Linked DNA regions of Triticum aestivum: region 1 is linked to region 2. Evidence: chromatin contacts called from public Hi-C data. All regions are on one chromosome and are shown on one strand. The core of a region is the stretch at or near the end of the contact, and the rest is flanking DNA. Distances in the headings are between cores, read along the strand shown. Region 1 holds the start of LOC123052586 (metalloendoproteinase 1-MMP-like). Region 2 holds the start of LOC123052579 (2-oxoglutarate-dependent dioxygenase 11).

Region 1 (5,075 bases), core at 598-3,097, 540 kb after region 2:
TACCTCAGCCCAATCACCTAAACCATTGACTTGTCAACTTAATCATTACCCTTCGTCAATTTGCACAAACGGTCCGGTCGTAAAGTTCTCGTCTCAGGCCATCCTGAAGCCGCGTTCTTACCTCCTTCCGGACCACCTATGGCTCCTAGTGCAGTTCCTAAGGTCAACTCCAACGATCCTAAATGGACGTCCGTTTTGTTTAAATTCTGTTCGTTTGTGTAGGACAATAAGATCGTGTCCGGACAGTTTCTGTGATGCGGTGGCGACGCATTCAGGCCGCATCCTGTCCGTATAAATTTTTCTTTGCAAACCCATAACTTTTTCTCATTATTGATTTTTGATACATCGAAATACATCACCAAATTTTAACTAGAAAAGTAAGACCAAAGAAAACAAGAACCACAAGAATACATTTTAGAACATATCCAACTTCCATAACTACTCCTGTAAGTTGGATTAGTGCATTCTCGATGCATTCATCGTTGATCTATGGAGGCTTGATCTTGCGTCCTTCTTTCTTTTTCGAGTGTAAAGAAGTAGACGTTGCTTCCTCACATCTAGTCTCATGTCTAGCCTCTATTCTAACAACAAGTGCACTAGTCTCATCTCTAGCATCTATGCTAGCTAAAAGTGTACGAACATCTACTGCGCTCTATCAATATATCGATGTACTCTTTTTTCCAATACCAAAATTTGCATTCATTCTACACAATAAAATTTTAAGTTACAACTAGTCAAATCTGAGAGCACAACCGAAGCTAGAGTAGCACATACTCCATCGTTTAATCACTTGATGAACATCCATCCGGGATGTTCTGGCGTTGTAGACACGCGGCGCACGACCTTCTTTGGGCAGTCGTCGCACTTAATGAATGGCAACGGTGCGCCGACGAGCTTTTGGGCTAGCATCGAGCCCGACCGACCATCATTCGTGTATCTGTCGGCGGACCACCGACGGTGTAGATCCGAGCGGCTAGAGAAGCCACTACCTGCATGCGACCTTGCGGCCTTGCCGGAGCCTTCCGGCCCGGTGCCCAGCAAGTCCATGGCGCGGCGCGGCCTCCCACAGCCGGGCGAGCTTAAAACCGACCGGATCCGCTCCAAATCCGACCGCGGTGTGCGCTAATCAGGTGGCCGTGGTTGGGTAGCTCGGGGGCATCGAGGGGAAGGGGGCTGGGCGAGCGAGCGTCCGAGCTGCACAACTGCAATGGCAGCGGCAACGGCAGCGAGGGCAAAAGTGGAGAAGAGTGGAGGGGTGCGGCTAGAGGGGGGAGGGGGCGAATAGAAAAAGGGATCCCTATGCCACCGACGGGCGGGCCAAGAGAGGACACGCGCATACGGCCCGCCCGTCCGCGCACTGTCCATTTCACCCCAAAAGCGGCCCAAACTTGAGCCGGGATGGGGTCGAAAGCGGATAGAAAACGGACAAAAATCCATTTGTATTCATGCATTGGGCCATCTAATTTATCCGTTTTACCTCAAACGGACGCATCCAAACGAGATGTGGTCGCGCGCTGGGTTGGCCTAATACGTGTGCCGAGTCCGGGTGTGACACTGCTCGGATTAGCTCCATATTAATACGGAATCAATAAAAATCTGACAACAGCACTTAGAGATATACAAGGTAGAAGATGGAGTACAAATCATTTTCTACCAAAAATCAAACATAGAGATATGTCTATATAATCTAGGAGTATATACGTTTGAATCAGCTCGCAGAAAAGAAAAAGGGAAAAAGCCTTTGGTCTTCACGTATGACGCAGAGCTCGATCTATTGCGTGACGGAGAAGGGCGCCCGGGGAGACGACGACGACGGGGCGACGACGGAGTCAGCCGGTGGCCAACCGAGGACCCATCGGCTCTCCTATCCGAACCTTTTTGTTCTCTTCTGCTTCGTTTCTCTCATAAGATTCTTTGCCGCGCGGAGACCTGTAACGAGAATAACGGCCAGCGCGTGCGCGCGCCTGGCTCTCATGGTTCCATGTCGCCCCGCTCGGGCAGCTGCGTGCCTCCCGCTGCTGCTGATACTTTGCCTCCTCTCGTGCGCCGCCGCGCGGTCTGCGCCGGCGCCGGCGCCGGTGCACGGCCGGCACCATGGCCAAGGGTGGCACTCGTTCAAGCGGCTGCTAGACGCGCAGCGGGGGACCCGCGTGACGGGGCTCGGCGACCTGAAGCGGTACCTGGCCACGTTCGGCTACATGCCCAAGCATGCCGGGGCGGAGCACGGCGGTGACCCGACGGACGCCTTCGACGAGCACCTCGAGGCCGCCGTCAGACGGTACCAGTCCCGGCTCAGCCTGCCGGTCACCGGCCGGCTCGACGCCGTGACGCTCGACCAGATGATGTCCCCGCGCTGCGGCGTCCAGGACGACCACGGCGCGTCCGTCTCGCCGGAGCACGGCGGCGCGGTCAGCCGGTTCACCTTCTTCAAGGGCAAGCCGCGGTGGACGCGGCGGTCGGACCCGGACCCGGTTGTGCTCACGTACGCCGTGTCGCCGACGGCCACCGTCGGCTACCTGGCGCCCAACGACGTGAGGGCCGTGTTCCGGCGCGCGTTCGAGCGGTGGGCGCGGGTCATCCCCGTGGCGTTCGTCGAGACGGACGACTACGACGAGGCCGACATCAAGGTGGGGTTCTACGAGGGCAGCCACGGCGACGGGGTGCCCTTCGACGGGCCGCTCGGCGTGCTCGGCCACGCCTTCTCCCCCAAGAACGGGCGGCTCCACCTCGACGCCGCGGAGCGGTGGGCGGTGGACTTCGCTGGCGAAACAAAAGCTTCCGCGGCCATCGACCTGGAGTCCGTGGCGACTCACGAGATCGGCCACGTCCTCGGGCTCGGACACTCGACTTCGCCGCAGGCCGTCATGTACCCGAGCATCAAACCGCTGGAGAAGAAGGCCGACCTCACCGTCGACGACGTCGAAGGCGTGCAGCTGCTGTACGGGTCCAACCCGGATTTCAGGCTCAGCTCCCTCTACGACGCGACGGACACCTCCGGCTCGCCGGCGGGGAGCAGTTGGGCTGCTTCCTCGGCTGGGGTAGTTCTTTGTGCGGTCCTGGTCATACTCGTGACGCACTTGTAGATAGACAAAGACATCGTTTTTATAGGCAAAAGATCAGAATACAGAAAAAACAATTGTTGGGTACCCTGATTCTATCTATAGATAGAAGAGAAAGAAATGTTTCTCTTCTTGCATAGACAGTCAAATGACGACAGCATGATTGCATGATGTAACTGTACATAATATATTCACCAAAAATTTGAAACTCTACTGTTTGACTCGAGGATTATGCTTGGTGACAGCGACAAAATTTCACTACACAGAACTGACATTGCATCATATGTTTCTACCGTGACACTTCACTCTGAAGTGGCAAAACGCTTTCAGCTCCAGCTTCTTTTGCCCCAGCAGTCCCCTCTGCGACTCCCTTTGACATCGCAAACAATTTCTTGACAGTGTTTGTTAAGCATGTCCTGTGTTCGTCCATGGAGGCATGAATAAACTCGTGGAAGTGATCCCTCAGTTGCGTGACAAACGAGGTGCCGGAGTTCTTCTTTCGGCACGAAGTTGAGGCGGGCTTTACAGAAGATGAAGGTGGCTGGGGGACTTCAGATTGGACATCGCCAGACATTGTGGATGACACTGCATATATTTGAAACTAAAGTGAGACAAAATGGACAAAAGTCTGCAATTCAATCCATCATGATGAATACCAATGAAAAATAGCAGTCCCCCTTAAAAAAGAAAAGAAAAATAGCAGCCTATTTGAAAAAAAAAACTAATTTTACATTTGAGTTTCACAGAGAATATGTACAACAAAAGAAATCAATCATCTTTTTCAATGTATATATACTAGTCAATGGTAAAAATAATGAATCCAAATCCTAAGCATTAGAATACTTCCAGCTACTATAAACAAAAAAATGCATATAACCTCTAACCAAACACCACATGATTCCAGTTTTACATGTATGAAGGGACAGGCACCAATATCGTAGTCTATAGAGCAACATGTGATATCCTTGACTAATTGTGTGTGTGTATGCTTCAAAAGATGAGCCACCATGTGTTAGCATAAGGTTGTTTCGGGAAGGGCGCATGATATAATTATACAGAGAGAAGACTCTCCTCTCAACAATTGCACACCAGTTCTGTAAAACAAATGTAGACAGTACAAACTTCCTAACAAACTAGCAGGCAATCCACAATCAAATACTGGTACTCTAAAGACAAAAACACCAAAGCACAAGCACAAACATCAGTTAAGGTGGAACATACTGCTCAGAAGATACATTTGTTATCTTGGTGATTGCTTCACTAACAGGTGAACCAATATGTACACCGACAGGAGTACATTAAGGTGACCACCGATTATTGATTGCAATAAAAAAAGAAGCATCAAAGTGCAACACATATATTCACAATGGTTCTTAATTCCTAAAGACCCTAAACAAAATTGCCACCAAACAAAAACTTGCAAGTGTAATTGTGTGATCTGATGTATCAAAGAAGGAAGCATGTGAAAGAGGAATTCCTCCACTTGACAAAACTAAAGAAGTTAATGCAGCTGAGCTTATTGACTATTAACACAAAGATTGCTGCCATGGTGGCTCAAGTTTATAACTGGCTAATTAGCCACCGAGCCTAGACTGGCTTGAGACCGCATTAACAAGAGAAGGATTGCATAAGGTCAGTCCACAGAGGAACGTCATATAATTCTTTGTAATCGGAGATTACTCTGCACTTGGCAATGGCAGGTCAATTCTATAAACTGAATTTTACACTTCCCAGTACTATACATTGGACAGCTGACTGTCTCACTAACTCCTTATACATCGAAGCGTTAAAAGAAACTTGTACACAGAATACAAATCAAGAGAACCATGTCAAGGTAACCACCTAATAAATGTCAGCCAAAAGTACTTCCAAAATTTAGTTTATTTTGCAGCAGTATTAGAAATTTAACTTTGTTGTGAGGAAACTAGAGTTTTAGCGCATCAATGTGTGAGTTGATGAATCAAAGAAGGAATCATGTAGAAGAGTGGTTCCTCCAATTGACACAACAAATCGAGT
Region 2 (4,595 bases), core at 91-2,590:
TACTTTTGTCAGAGGTCTCATTACTGTTATGAGTTTCAATACTAGTGTTGCTCCCTTTAGAATAAATCTGAGCGATGTGATTGTTTTTCCCCATTGTGTGCTTGTTACATGTCTGAACTTGCTGCAGAACCTCGACATACACTTGTTTTACGGAGTTTGATACATGTGCTAACTTAGTCTTGCTGTTTTCTGTAATGCAGTTGCTCGAGGGCCTGCAGAGTTCTCTTATAGCCTCCAAAATTACTGGCGAAAAACTCCCTAGGACTAATTTCAGGAGTGCTACTTCTGCCTCAAGAGGTAACTGGCTCTTCTCTTTTTGTTGTTTCCGGAGCTTCATTTATTGGTGTTCATTTCTGATCCTGTGCTTGTCAATCCGTTTCGGGAACCTTGTGGAAACAGGAAAAGCCCATGGCTAATTCAAGGCAATCGAGACAACCATGGCGTGTTTGTACATATCGGTAGCTTGCCGAGTATGGAAGCGAAAGGGGATAGGATTTGAGTGAAGGCTTTTGGAGCTGGTGTGTGTGGATGTACTATAAAACTAGCTTAAGTTAGTGTCTTTTCTCTCTATTGCACTGGACAGTATTATTGTGTCGTAGGATTAGCCATTAATCACCCCAAACCCTCCGTTTAATCTGTATGGATACAGTACCAAGGAGAAGAAGGACGGGGTCTGGCTTAATTTTACTCATCAACGGTTGTACTTTACCTTCTCTCGAGTACCAGCCCCATGTTGGAATGATTGACTGGTGCTTTTTGGTTCCAGTGAATGCTTTGACCTTGATGTGGCAACTGGCAACCATGTTTCCTTTGTTGTGTGTCTGCCTTACGTGTGCACTGGTGCGTTTTTCGCGGCTGTTACACCATATCTTTAGACAGGCAGTTGCCTTTTTCATGCTTACACTTTGTTGGTTTCAACATATGGCACAGGGTTCCACTTCGATGGCTCAAACTTTGCTGCCAAGAAACGTACACCAAACGTACAATGAAATCAGTGAATCATGAGGGTGCAAGCTCACTTTTATTGTTGACCTTTATTGCCAGAATCGTATAGGAAATAAGTCAATCGTGAAGCAACAAACTGCCTATTGATTTTTTCAGAACAAAAAAACTACCTGCTCATCGTTTTTCTTTTTTCAAGGGGACCTGCTCATCGTTGACAGCACTAGATCAACCATTCCATCGGCAGTATATCTTGTAGACATGGACAGCTCTGTATATTGCATCTTAGACTACTATTTGGACACTTTCTGTTACCTAATAATGAGCTTTCGTGTTGCATAAGTCTGTTATACCAAGTTGAGCTAACAAAAAACACAATTTCTTGAGCATGCAATTGGAGGGGAACGTTGACTTCATTGATGTAGAATGGCTTGTTTGAATCGCACTCGCCTGCCTAGATACATACTACTCCCTTTGTCTCGTAATGTAAGACGTTTTTTGACAATATACTAGAGGCAAAAAAACGTCTTACATTATGAGACGGAGGAAGTACATCTCAGCTATCAGACGCTCATAGCCATTGATCACCAGCAAAGCTAGTAGGACCAAAGGAAGGATGGCCGAGTCCTTTGAGAAGATCAAGGTGGAGTTCACCGGCCATGAAGAGAGTGTGCAGGCCCTCGCAGAGGCCTTCCACGACTCCGGCGAGGTCCCCGAGAGGTACATCAGGCAGGAGATCGACGCCGATCCCCTCGCCGCCGATGCGGGTGGTCCTGCTCTGCCGACAATCGACATGTCCATGCTGCTCGACCCCGAGTTCTCGGCGGAGGAGTCGGCTAAGCTCGGATCCGCATGCGAGCACTGGGGGTTCTTCCAGGTCTGCAACAACACCATTCCATTCCACGATTCGTGTCATGTCATCAGGCAGCAAGCAGAGAAATCGTTGGAGACGTTTGATGTTTTATTTCTTCCCCTGCAGCTCGTGAACCATGGCGTGGACGGGGGCCTGCTGGGGCGGACGAAGGCCGACGTCGCCGACTTCTTCGGCCTTCCCCTGGAGGTGAAGTCGGCCGTGGCGATCCCGCCCAACGGCATGCAGGGCTTCGGCCACCACTTCGTCTTCTCCGAGGAGCAGAAGCTGGACTGGGTGGACCTGCTGTTCCTCGCCACCCGGCCCGCCGACGAGCGGAGCCTGGACTTCTGGCCCACCAAGCCCTCCACCTTCAGGTGAAAATGAAATGCTTCTCTGTTTCGTCAACTAGATCCATCCCTCCAGCTTCAGGTGACATGAACCTGAATGTTTCAAGCATTTTTTTTGATCCCTGCTGCTGTGCTCATCCTGATCCCCAGGGACACGCTTGACAAGTACACGACGGAGCTAGCAAGTGTGGCCGAGCAACTGTTCAGGTTCATGGCCAGGGACCTGGGAGTTGACCAGGAGGCGCTCCTTGGCACCTTCAAGGGTCTGCCCCAGTGCGTGAGGATCAACTACTACCCTCCCTGCCGTCAGGCCGGCAAGGTGCTGGGCCTCTCGCCGCACACCGACGGCGTCGGCATGACGCTCCTCCTCCACGCGAACGACGTGCAAGGGCTGCAGATCAGGAAGGATGGGGAGTGGTTCTCCGTGCACGCCCTGCCCGGAGCTCTCGTCGTCAACATCGGCGACGTCCTTGAGGTGTGTTCCTAGCCAGTACTCCCTACGTTCCATAATTCTTGTCATGGTTTCAGTTCAAATTAGTATCTGCTCTGTTTGATCTGCAAATAGTATGATCACTTCAAGTCGTCAGCTGCCTGTCTATTTAAGCTTGTTGAAATAAAACACTGAGAAATTACCATTGGATTCAAACAGATCCTCAGCAACGGCAAGTACAGGAGCATCGAGCACCGGGCGGTGGTTAACCCTGACAAGGAGAGGATCACCATTGCGGCGTTCCACAGCGTGCACCTTCCCTGCACGATTGGCCCGTTTCAGGAGCTGGGTGACGCACGCTATAAGACGGTCGATGGCCTTGACTTCACCAAGGGGTACTTCGCCGCCAAGCTGGAAGGCAGGAGGTACCTGGAGAGCCTGAAGCTATAGTCAAATGATGATGGTCACTGGTCAGAGCGGTGAGTGTTATGATTAATTCACTTGGTTTAATACTACTATTGCTTCCTATGTATCATATGTGTTGCTTTCAGCATGGATGTTATGTGCAGTCTTCTCATAGAATTATTTTGTGAACTTTTTCTTCCAAGAACAGAATGTTTTGTGGTCATTTTTTTGAAGAACGTAATACATTTGTGAACTTAATGTACTGGGTGTAAATACTGCCTGTGGATAACAACAATTTGTGAACAGTCTTTTTAATTCCCCCCCTAAGGTATATATGTTCCATCGACCTAGGACTAGGAGAAGCCAGTATCCACCTTCTGTTGTGATCTACTCCCAACGCCCGGAAATGCTTGTCGGAGAAATGGATGTATTTCCAAACGTTGGGAGTGTGTAGGTTGTGATTTTCTTTTGGAGACAATAGAGATCCACAGTATGATAGGCTAAGTGCAGAAGAATACGCAATCAGCAATTGAGAAGAACTGTTTAAACTAAAATATTAGGATGGACATAAAGTGCTGTAAGATGGATCAAGTACAACAACAAACTCAATCATAGACAGCAATACAGAAACCTCAATGAAGATCAAGATAAAAGCTCACTCGGTCTCTTGGGAGCTAGGCACGCTGAATAAAAGCTCATCTCAACAGAAGAAATACGCCGCTCATCTCAACAGAAGAAATACGCGGTGACCATTCCAAAGAGGCAAGTTCAACTGGCAAATAAGTGGTCACAGGTTCTCCACTGCCTCTCCTTGTACATTGATCATCAGCTCTCTGCTTCTGTCTATTCCCTGTAGCTATCGAAGAACACCTATCCTCAAGATGTGACTCCTCGCAGTTGTCAATTCTGTATGTAGAGCAGCCATTTTGCTCAGACTTCTTCTCACCCTCGAAAGTAAAAAGGCCTCTATCTCTGCAAATTTTGCCCCATCATCACTAACCAAAGCTTCTTTGCATGACTGCAACACTGACGAGAACAGAGGGAAATTTCTCTGTGCTTACAAACCATCTTCTACAACATTGGCCCCAGTTACTTTGGTCTCTGAATCCTCCTGAGACATAAAAAAGGGTTTCACTGTAAGTAAGGATTGATATGTATGTATATACAAATTGTGCGAGGTTACAGATTCCAATAATACATGATGAGTTTATTTAGCATGCACAGAGGCAATGAATATAGCATGATATGTCACACAGTCGCACCATTGCCATCTCATAATGGTTAACATTACAAAATATTGTCTAAGACAGCATTTTCTGCACTTTACCGGAAAGAAGCCTCCAGCCTCAAATATTGTCAATGTGGCACTCTATATCTGTGTGCTATCATATATCCTACCTATGGTCTGCAATTGAACTCATGTACTATGAGATACGCAAACCAGACATGTTACTATATCTAGACTTAGAATCAATTCATCCCTCAGTAACAAAATCAACCACAGCTGACTGAAATAGCAAAATGTGAAGAGTCGATAACAGATTTTCACAACAATAGGCACCCAAATGCTGTATACTACTATAATCCAGGGACCAGATGTAGGAGGATTCAAGTTCAG

What was found. Hi-C and Micro-C count contacts between places; a contact is called where the count stands out from the background.
Region 1: a Hi-C map of leaf shows a contact between it and region 2, with 4 times the contacts expected there. The contact joins the promoter of LOC123052586 here to the promoter of LOC123052579 in region 2. A contact is called at or near these places in 3 of 5 Hi-C or Micro-C datasets (all in leaf) and 1 of 1 datasets of contacts at active chromatin or transcription factors (leaf).

The regions. Positions count from the first base shown.
Region 1 is chr1A:392,241,253-392,246,327 of IWGSC CS RefSeq v2.1, forward strand. LOC123052586 (metalloendoproteinase 1-MMP-like) reads left to right here and starts at 1,848. Exons shown (of 1, transcript XM_044475840.1): 1 at 1,848-3,265. The coding sequence starts at 1,974. The coding sequence ends at 3,083.
Region 2 is chr1A:391,701,740-391,706,334 of IWGSC CS RefSeq v2.1, forward strand. It overlaps LOC123052579 (2-oxoglutarate-dependent dioxygenase 11), which reads left to right and starts at 1,341. Exons shown (of 4, transcript XM_044475829.1): 1 at 1,341-1,819; 2 at 1,922-2,169; 3 at 2,293-2,617; 4 at 2,792-3,280. The coding sequence starts at 1,559. The coding sequence ends at 3,022. LOC123052555 reads left to right here. Exons shown (of 17, transcript XM_044475806.1): 16 at 201-297; 17 at 400-811. The coding sequence ends at 416. It overlaps LOC123052569, which reads right to left. Exons shown (of 2, transcript XM_044475816.1): 2 at 3,507-4,088. The coding sequence ends at 4,035.